2 separate regions of the Nomascus leucogenys genome follow, and region 1 is linked to region 2. The links are chromatin contacts, called in public Hi-C maps. All regions are on one chromosome and are shown on one strand. The core of a region is the stretch at or near the end of the contact, and the rest is flanking DNA. Distances in the headings are between cores, read along the strand shown.

Region 1 (3,720 bases), core at 368-2,867, 37 kb after region 2:
GTTGGCCAGTGGGTGAAATGGTGTTTTTGGAAGGCATGACTCGGCGAAGGGAGGAAGCTGATTTGCCTGCATGTGCGCTTTGTGCCAGGCACAAAGCTGGGCACTGCTGCATGTGCTGCTACCTCGTGATCTCCCACGGTGCCGGGAGACAGGTTCATGGTAGCCCTGGGCAGCCTAGGTCACATCCCGGGTCTCACAGCCCCTGGGGCAGAGGCGCTACTCAGAAGCAGGTGTTCTGCCACAAACACATCTTCTTTCCGTCCTGTCACACTGCTGATTGCCGTTAAGAGTTTGGCCTTTCTCTCACTCTGCTTTTGGGGTGGGATTGGCTGAGGGTGTGGATGTTCCCGTCGGTTTTCATCCTTACGTTTCTTAGGCACTTCTAAGGGCACCTTTTTCCTGTGGATGCACCCGGTAGGAAGCTTTTTAATTCAGTGGTATTTCCATCGTGAGAGATCGCTTGCAGTCATGGAACCCTCTTAGTTTCCTCGATAAGCCGGTCGGGAAAGAATTTAAGACCTTTGTTTTGGGTTCACTGCACTTGTCTTTTCAGAGCAGTACCCTCCTTGCTTTTCACATCTGGTACTGAGCAGTTTGCGTGGTTCTGGCACGTGCCTAGAGGCCCTCTGAATTAGTAAGTGAGCTGTAGGCTCAAGTCCTGCTGTTCCATTTTGCAGTTAGGATGCATCTGAACTCTTCTGTTTTTCACCAGCTTTCATGACCATGGGCGTTTCAGCTTCTTACAAGATTTCTGTTAAGCGGGCATCTCCATTTCAGCCGGTTCTTTGTCCCACCTTGAAAAGTCACAAATTTTAGCTGCCATTGGGCCCAGGGATAAGAGCAGGTGGGCCCACGGTGAAGCGTAAGGCCTTGGGAAAGCACTTGTGCGCCGTCTGCGGCGGCAGTGTATGACAAGGCTGGAGAGTGGACACCTTTTTGCTCCTTTAGATAAGGGAAAGAACATTTGCTTGAATAAAAAATTAGGGTCATATTTTTCTGAACTTTGTCACCTAGACATTAAATGATAATTTAGAATTGAGAAAAGATGGCATACATTTCCAATACTCTACCTCTCTCCAGCAATTCTTGGCCTTCCAACCAATATGCCCATCATCCTACCCCAAAATCTTACCTTTTTTAAAATTTATTTTTTAGTAATCAAGATTCTACTTGTGAGTCACAGAGTATTTAAAAACATGCACAATCTGTTGTTAATGGTACCTGGATATGCTCTTTAATTGAAAATTCAACATTTAAGGGTGAATACAGAATGCTTGTTTTTAAAAATACCTTTCCAGTTTAAAGAACCATAGGGGCTAAAACGAGATTGTCTCCTTTTTAGTATTACTTACATAAAAATTATTCAATCTGTGAAACTGAGATACAGGCTTGTTTTGTGACCCTTTCTTTCCAGTTACTGGCTCACTTTTGAGCAAAATGGTGAAACTGTTCTTTCTGCTTGGGGACGGTTTTGTATTATTTTCTCTCCACTAGTCTGCACAATTCAAACCAAAATCAAGCCTCAGAGTGTTTATGTGGTATCTACTGGGCACACTGGCTGCTTAATGCATTTTAATGTGATGTTAGCAAAAGAAAATGTGGAGCTAGTTCCTCACTGGGCATTATGATAAGATTTTAGATTCCAAAGTGTAGCCAGCTCTGGCTTACCCAAAGGAAAATAAAAGAGGTGAGAATACAGCAAAAGGTGGGTGTGGGCAGGGGGAAGGGTATGGGATGATTCTCCCAAGCCTTTATAAACAGAACATTTATTATGGGGTGTGGGTTACCAGATAACAGGAACACCCTTGAAACAGGTGCTAATACATTGAAATCTTTTTGGTACACAGAGGCTTGAGATTAATGACATTTCTTATGTCAGGATTCACCTGTTTTTAAGGTGCAGGTAGTGTTGGCATGCCCGCTCGTGAGCAGCCTTCCTCTGCAGGGTTCTGACCCTCTCTCTTCCTCTCTCTAAGATTTGGCTGCTGAGTGGGTCAGCACCTGGAGAAAGGGGATCTGAGTGGTGTTTTAGCCCCTCAGGGAGCTTGTGGCGTGACAGCACTGGCTTTCTGTGTTTGGCAGAGCGTGTGAGACCTTGTGCAAGGAGGGGACCATCATGCCAGTTGCTCCGCCTGATCAGATGTGTCTCTTTAAATGACTATAGGATATTAAAGTTAAAGGAGGGCTCTTAGATATTTAGATTTTGTCCAGTTCTCTGTTCACAAATCAACACAAATAACCAAAGAAGATATTTTTCTGCCTGCTTGCTCAGATAATAAATGCTATTTATATGTAGAAAGAAAGATGGAGGGATGATTTACAGATGACTCAAACTTATTTAAAAACAAATTTGTGGATTTCCACTAATAAGCTTATACTTTCATGGCCCATTTGAGTAGTTTTTGTTAAACTTCCTTTTTCTCGTATGCTCTATTTGGGATTTCAACGATTTTTATTATGTAATGAGGGAATATTTTTGTTGTGAAATTTTGCTTCCTTTTTGATGTAACTGTTAGAATTTGATGAACTGGTTTGTAACATTAAAATGAAGATGAAAAATTACAAGGTATTCTCGAATGCATGTCGCTTTCTGGGGTGTTGCTGGCGATGATGTGTGCTCTCTGGAGTGTGTATATCCGGAGGTGCTCAGAGTCCGCCCCTGTTGCTCCTAAGAAAGACAAAGCCTCCTATCTGATCAGCTTTGTCCATGACTCTCTAACTTGTTCTTACACTGACACCGTTAACTGCCCTAAATGCCAGGCACCTACTCCGCCAGCCTAGTGGAAACAAGCCTGTGTTAGGAAACCGCAATTGGGTTTAGAATTGGGACTGTTCCACATGCTATTTGCCAGATAAGCCTTAGCATCCTCGTCTGTAAATAACGACAGTTCATGCCTGCCACACATGGGCACCGTAAAAATTAAACACCATCGGCCGGGCGCGGTGGCTCACGCCTGTAATCCCAGCACTTTGGAAGGCCAGGACGGGCGGATCACGAGGTCAGGAGATCGAGACCATCCTGGCTAACATGGTGAAACCCTGTCTCTACTAAAAATTCAAAAACACTAGTCGGGCGTAGTGGCAGGCACCTGTAGTCCCAGTTACTCGGGAGGCTGAGGCGGGAGAATGGCGTGAACCCGGGAGGCGGAGGTTGCAGTGAGCCGAGATCCCACCGCTGCACTCCAGCCTGGGTGACAGAGAGACTCCGTCTCAAAAAAAATTAAACACCATGGGTCCAGCTGGGTGACTCCCATCCTCTCCTCAAGAATCATAAACAGCTTTCTTTGCTTTCAAGATTAGCTCTCACAGTCGGGCCCTGTCAGGCCCCTCCAGACAGTCTCACTGCAGATGCCCTTGCTTTCTAGCCCTTGGCCTGGTGGGCCATTTGCCCATCCTAAGTAGGCCTTTCCTGCTTCCAAGTCTTTGCTCCTACTTTTTGGGGGTCTTAATCTCCACCTATTGAAATGTTCTATTGATGAAGGTAGAAGTGGCGGGAAATGGTATCGGGGAACCACAGGCCAGGCGCTAGGCATGCTCATTGCTACTGGGTTGGCAGTTGCTTCCAGGCCTGTTCAGTGGATGCTGTGTGCATGTGTGTAGCACATACACAAGTGCATATATATATATATATATGTATATTAAAATAAATGTCAGGACGACAGGGTTTTTACTTCACCTCTTGGATCTTATGCTTCTGTCTCCTTTCTCTCACAGCAAGAA
Region 2 (3,777 bases), core at 169-2,668:
GGAGCCCGGTCCGACGACCAGCCCCGCACCCCCCTTTTCTGTCCCCGAAGTCCCCTCCCGGGTTGGCCCTATAAGCTGTCAGGCTGGCAGGCAGGGGTTAACTGCGCTCGCAGCTTCGGCACTGGGAAGCACCAGCGGGGCTTTGGAGCGGCCTCTGGAATAACCTTGGCTTTCCTCGCTCTTTTAATAGAATATCCGCCACCAAAAAGTGGTTTCAGTTCAGGGTTAATAATATGTCCCCTTCCACTCTCCAAATCAACACCCTGCCCCCCTCCGTTTTTTTAAAAGTTGTTTTTCAAAGTTAATGAGTTTCAAGTTTCACAATGACTTTCCCCTTCCTTCTACGCGTTGCTGAGGAAACCCCCTTGGGGTCCCCCCCCGCCGCCATCTAGCCTCCCCCTCCCCCATTCGGCCCGGGCGAGGGGCGGGGCCGGGAGACCCCATGACGTCAGCGGCCGGCCCACATCCTGCTGTAGAAAGTAAAGAGACGGTAAAGAGAAACTACGGCCCCGCCCGCCCCGCCCCTCTTCCCGGACCAACCGCCCCCAACTGAGCGACCGGGCCAGGCCTTCCCGGGGCCGCGTGACTGGCCGGGCCCGCCCCTCCGCCCCCGCCGGGTGCTGGTTCCCTAGGCGTCGCGACCCCGGGCTTCCGCCCCGCGCGTCCCTAACCCCGCCCCTCCCCCCCGGGCTGCGCTGCCACCTCCTCCCGCGTCCCCCTCCCGTCCCTGCGGCGGCTCGGCCGGGCGGGGCGGGGAGGGGCGAAGCGGCGGGTGGGTGGCGGGGCCGGCGCGGTCTGGGGCCCGCCCCGCCGGGGAGACCCGGGACACTGGCTCCGGGTTCGTGCCGGGCCGGGCGCCCATCCAGTCCCTACACCCGGTCAGAGCTGGCGGCCGCGCTGGCCCAGCTGGGCCCCGGCGCCTGGGCGTCCCCCGCCCCTCGCCCCGGCCTCAACCCCAGCCCCCGCGGGGACGCCCCCTACCCCGCCCACGCGTCGCCGCCCGCGGCCTCCCCTCCTCCCGCCCCCGGGGATCCCCTGCCGCCCCGCCCACCCGCGGGAAAGCCTCCGACCTTCGCCCTGCCTCCCCCGCGCCGCCCGGTCCGCGTTCCTCCCGCCGGCCCCAAAGACGCTAAACGTGCCCTACTCTGCCCCAGGGGAGAGGTAAAGCCCGCGCCCGTCCTTCCCGGTCCGGGCCCCGCGGCCCCAGGGGCTGCCCGCCCGCCCCGCCGCGGCGCGCGCCCCCCAGCCCGGCTGCCCGGCTCCCTGGCGGCCGCGATCATGCCGTGGCTCCGGGCGCCGGCGAGCTTCGCCGCCTCCTCCGCCCGGCGGCTGCGGCCCCCGCCCGCGCGCCCCGCGCTCCCCCCCCCGCCCCCCGGCCCGCTCCCCTGTTTAATATTTCAGTGCTGGGTGGTGTGAGCGCCAGTCGCCGGCCTTCAGCGTGGCGGCTGCTGGGCGGCGGCAGGGTGGCGGACGGAGCGGGGGACCGGGGAGCAGCGGCCGCTGGAGGAGGTTATGTTTGTGTTTGGGGTTGTCAAGTGAAGGAGGGATCCCAGGCGCTGCCGCCGCCGCCGCCGCCGCCGCGCGAGGGTCGCGGAGATCCCGAGCCGCGGCCGCCGCCATCAGCAGCGCAGCTCCAGGGCCGGCTGCAGCGGCAGCGGCTCCGCCGGGCGTCCTGGCAGCAGGTTCGGCGCGGGCTCCGCGGCGGGGGCGCTGCAGCTGGGGAGGGCGGCGGGGCGGAGCGGGGCGGGGGGGCGGGCAGGAGCACATCCCTTCGGCGGGCGGGGGGCGTGCGGGCGTGTGTGTGTGTGTGTGCGCGTGTGTGCGCGCGTGTGTGTGCAACCGCCGACCTTGCAGAGGGGATGGCTGCGTGCGGGAGACACTTGGCACTTCTGGGCGCCGTCGCCGCGCGCGAGCCGAGCAGGTACAGAGGGACCCAGCCTCCCCAGCCGCCTTCCAGCCGCAGACGCATTTTGCAAGAGGGTGGGAGGTGAAGGAGACCAGGCCTCGGCATCCCAACCTCCCGGCTTTGTGGCTTGCTTTCCCTTTCGTTCTTTGCTCTAAGTGCCTGTTTACTCCCGGCCACCTGGGTAGTTTCTTTCCGGGTTGGGAGTGCGCGCCAGCTGCAGTTGGGAAGGGGGCGGTGGGTTGGGGTGCGGGTCGGCTCGGGCTCGCCTTGGGGTCAGGCTCGGGAAGGAGTTGCTGGCTGGAGAGGGGAGGGGGCGGCGGCGGAGCTGGCGGCGAGGAGGAGTCTCAGGGCTGCCGCGCTCGCCTCATCTCCTCCTCCTCCTCCTCCTCAGCTCTCTGCATCCACTCCAGGCTCCTTCCTGAGCTGGCACTTCCATTCCCCCCTCCTCCTGGCATGCGAAGCGCTTTGTTCAGTGCAGCGTTGCAGAGGGGTTTTCCCAGGCTCCGCCCTCCACATTCATTCATGTTTTTTCTCCTTGCAACTGTCTTTACGCTTTTTGATCGTGTCATGTTTTTGCTCCATGTAGTATTTATTTCTTTCCCGTAAAGGAACGGTTTATCACTCGTCCTAGTCGCTACAATGCTGCTGTCTTTGGAAATACCCACTTCCCCCCACAAGGATTTAAACATGGGATGGACAGCTAGGGACAGTGGGTAGGCAGTGAACGGGGTAGCAGAAAGCCTTTACGGACAGGGAATGTGCACATTTTACGTTTATGCTCCGGATCCCATGGGATCACATGATTGGATTACAGTCAGAGTTCACGCTTTAAAAACTTCCAAATATCGTTACCATTTAAAAGCTTTAAGTTTAACAACGAACGTAGTTAAGCATTCATGCAATTTATTTGGTTCAGCTGTATCTCAATTCTTTATTGAATCAGAACCTTCCTGAATTAGATTAGTGGATGTTTCTTTAGTGCAAGGAGTTGAGAAGCTGTATCTTTTAGAGATCACTTAGCACAATGCTAGATGAAATACTTAGACCATCATATTTTTTTGTACTATTTTACCATGTAGTTAAACAATGCAAATAATTTTGTGTTGTGCTGAGCTGACATACAGCCAGATCAGGGATAAAATACTGAAGTTAATCGTGCCCTTCTTTACCTTCTGTTTCTTTGCTGTAATTAAACTATAAATTTCTAAAACCTTATACTGGGATGTTAGACACATTCCTTCCCATATAGGCTTTCTTAAGGAGAATTAATAGTTCAGCGTTTTTGTGTGACAGGCAAAGCGTCTACAATGTTTAGGTTAGTCCTTACAACAACCTTCTGATGTGGATAATATTTCCTAGTTTTACAGTTGGGAAATCTGATCTTCAGAGAGGTTAAGTAACCTGAACAAGGCCACACAGTAAGGGGTAAAGCCTGGCTTTGAACCCACTCTGGTTTGACACCAAGATAAGTAGTCATGACTTGCTGCGCCTCTTGAAAGAAATCCCGAAAGTAGATGTTATCAGCTCCACAAAATAAATAAGCACTGGATATAACTGAATCATGTAGTACCACATTCTTTAGTTGTTGATCTTGGACAAGTTACTTATCCTCTATTTTTTTTAATCTGTAAAATGAATAAATGATAGCTACCTTCTTAGTTAACAGATTAAATTAGGGAATGTGTAGAAAGCACACATGCACATAGTAGGTGCTCATAAGTGTTCTCTTGTCTTCTACAGTACCACTAATAACGAAAGCTTTAAGCCTTACTGTTCTATTCTTGCGTCTTTGCTTAATGACTAAATATTGTTTCATGTTTAACAGTGACAGTGGGCTTTGCTTCTCAGTTTTCTTGCAGTAAGTTAAAATT

The links. Hi-C and Micro-C count contacts between places; a contact is called where the count stands out from the background.
Region 1: a contact with region 2 is called in a Hi-C map of a lymphoblastoid cell line, with 2.1 times the contacts expected there. The contact joins the enhancer-like site here to the promoter of HIVEP1 in region 2. A contact is called at or near these places in 2 of 4 Hi-C or Micro-C datasets (a lymphoblastoid cell line and an unstated tissue).

What each region holds. Positions count from the first base shown.
Region 1 is chr8:60,457,919-60,461,638 of Asia_NLE_v1, forward strand. The region is part of intron 2 of HIVEP1 (zinc finger protein 40); the gene reads left to right. Among named protein-coding and RNA genes, the nearest start is that of HIVEP1, 37 kb to the left of the region's middle. Within about 2 kb of position 1,618, the one cell type or tissue checked has an H3K27ac peak away from gene starts, as active enhancers do. A contact at or near this core is called in a lymphoblastoid cell line, where this site is marked.
Region 2 is chr8:60,421,437-60,425,213 of Asia_NLE_v1, forward strand. HIVEP1 (zinc finger protein 40) reads left to right here and starts at 1,419. Exons shown (of 9, transcript XM_030817293.1): 1 at 1,419-1,682.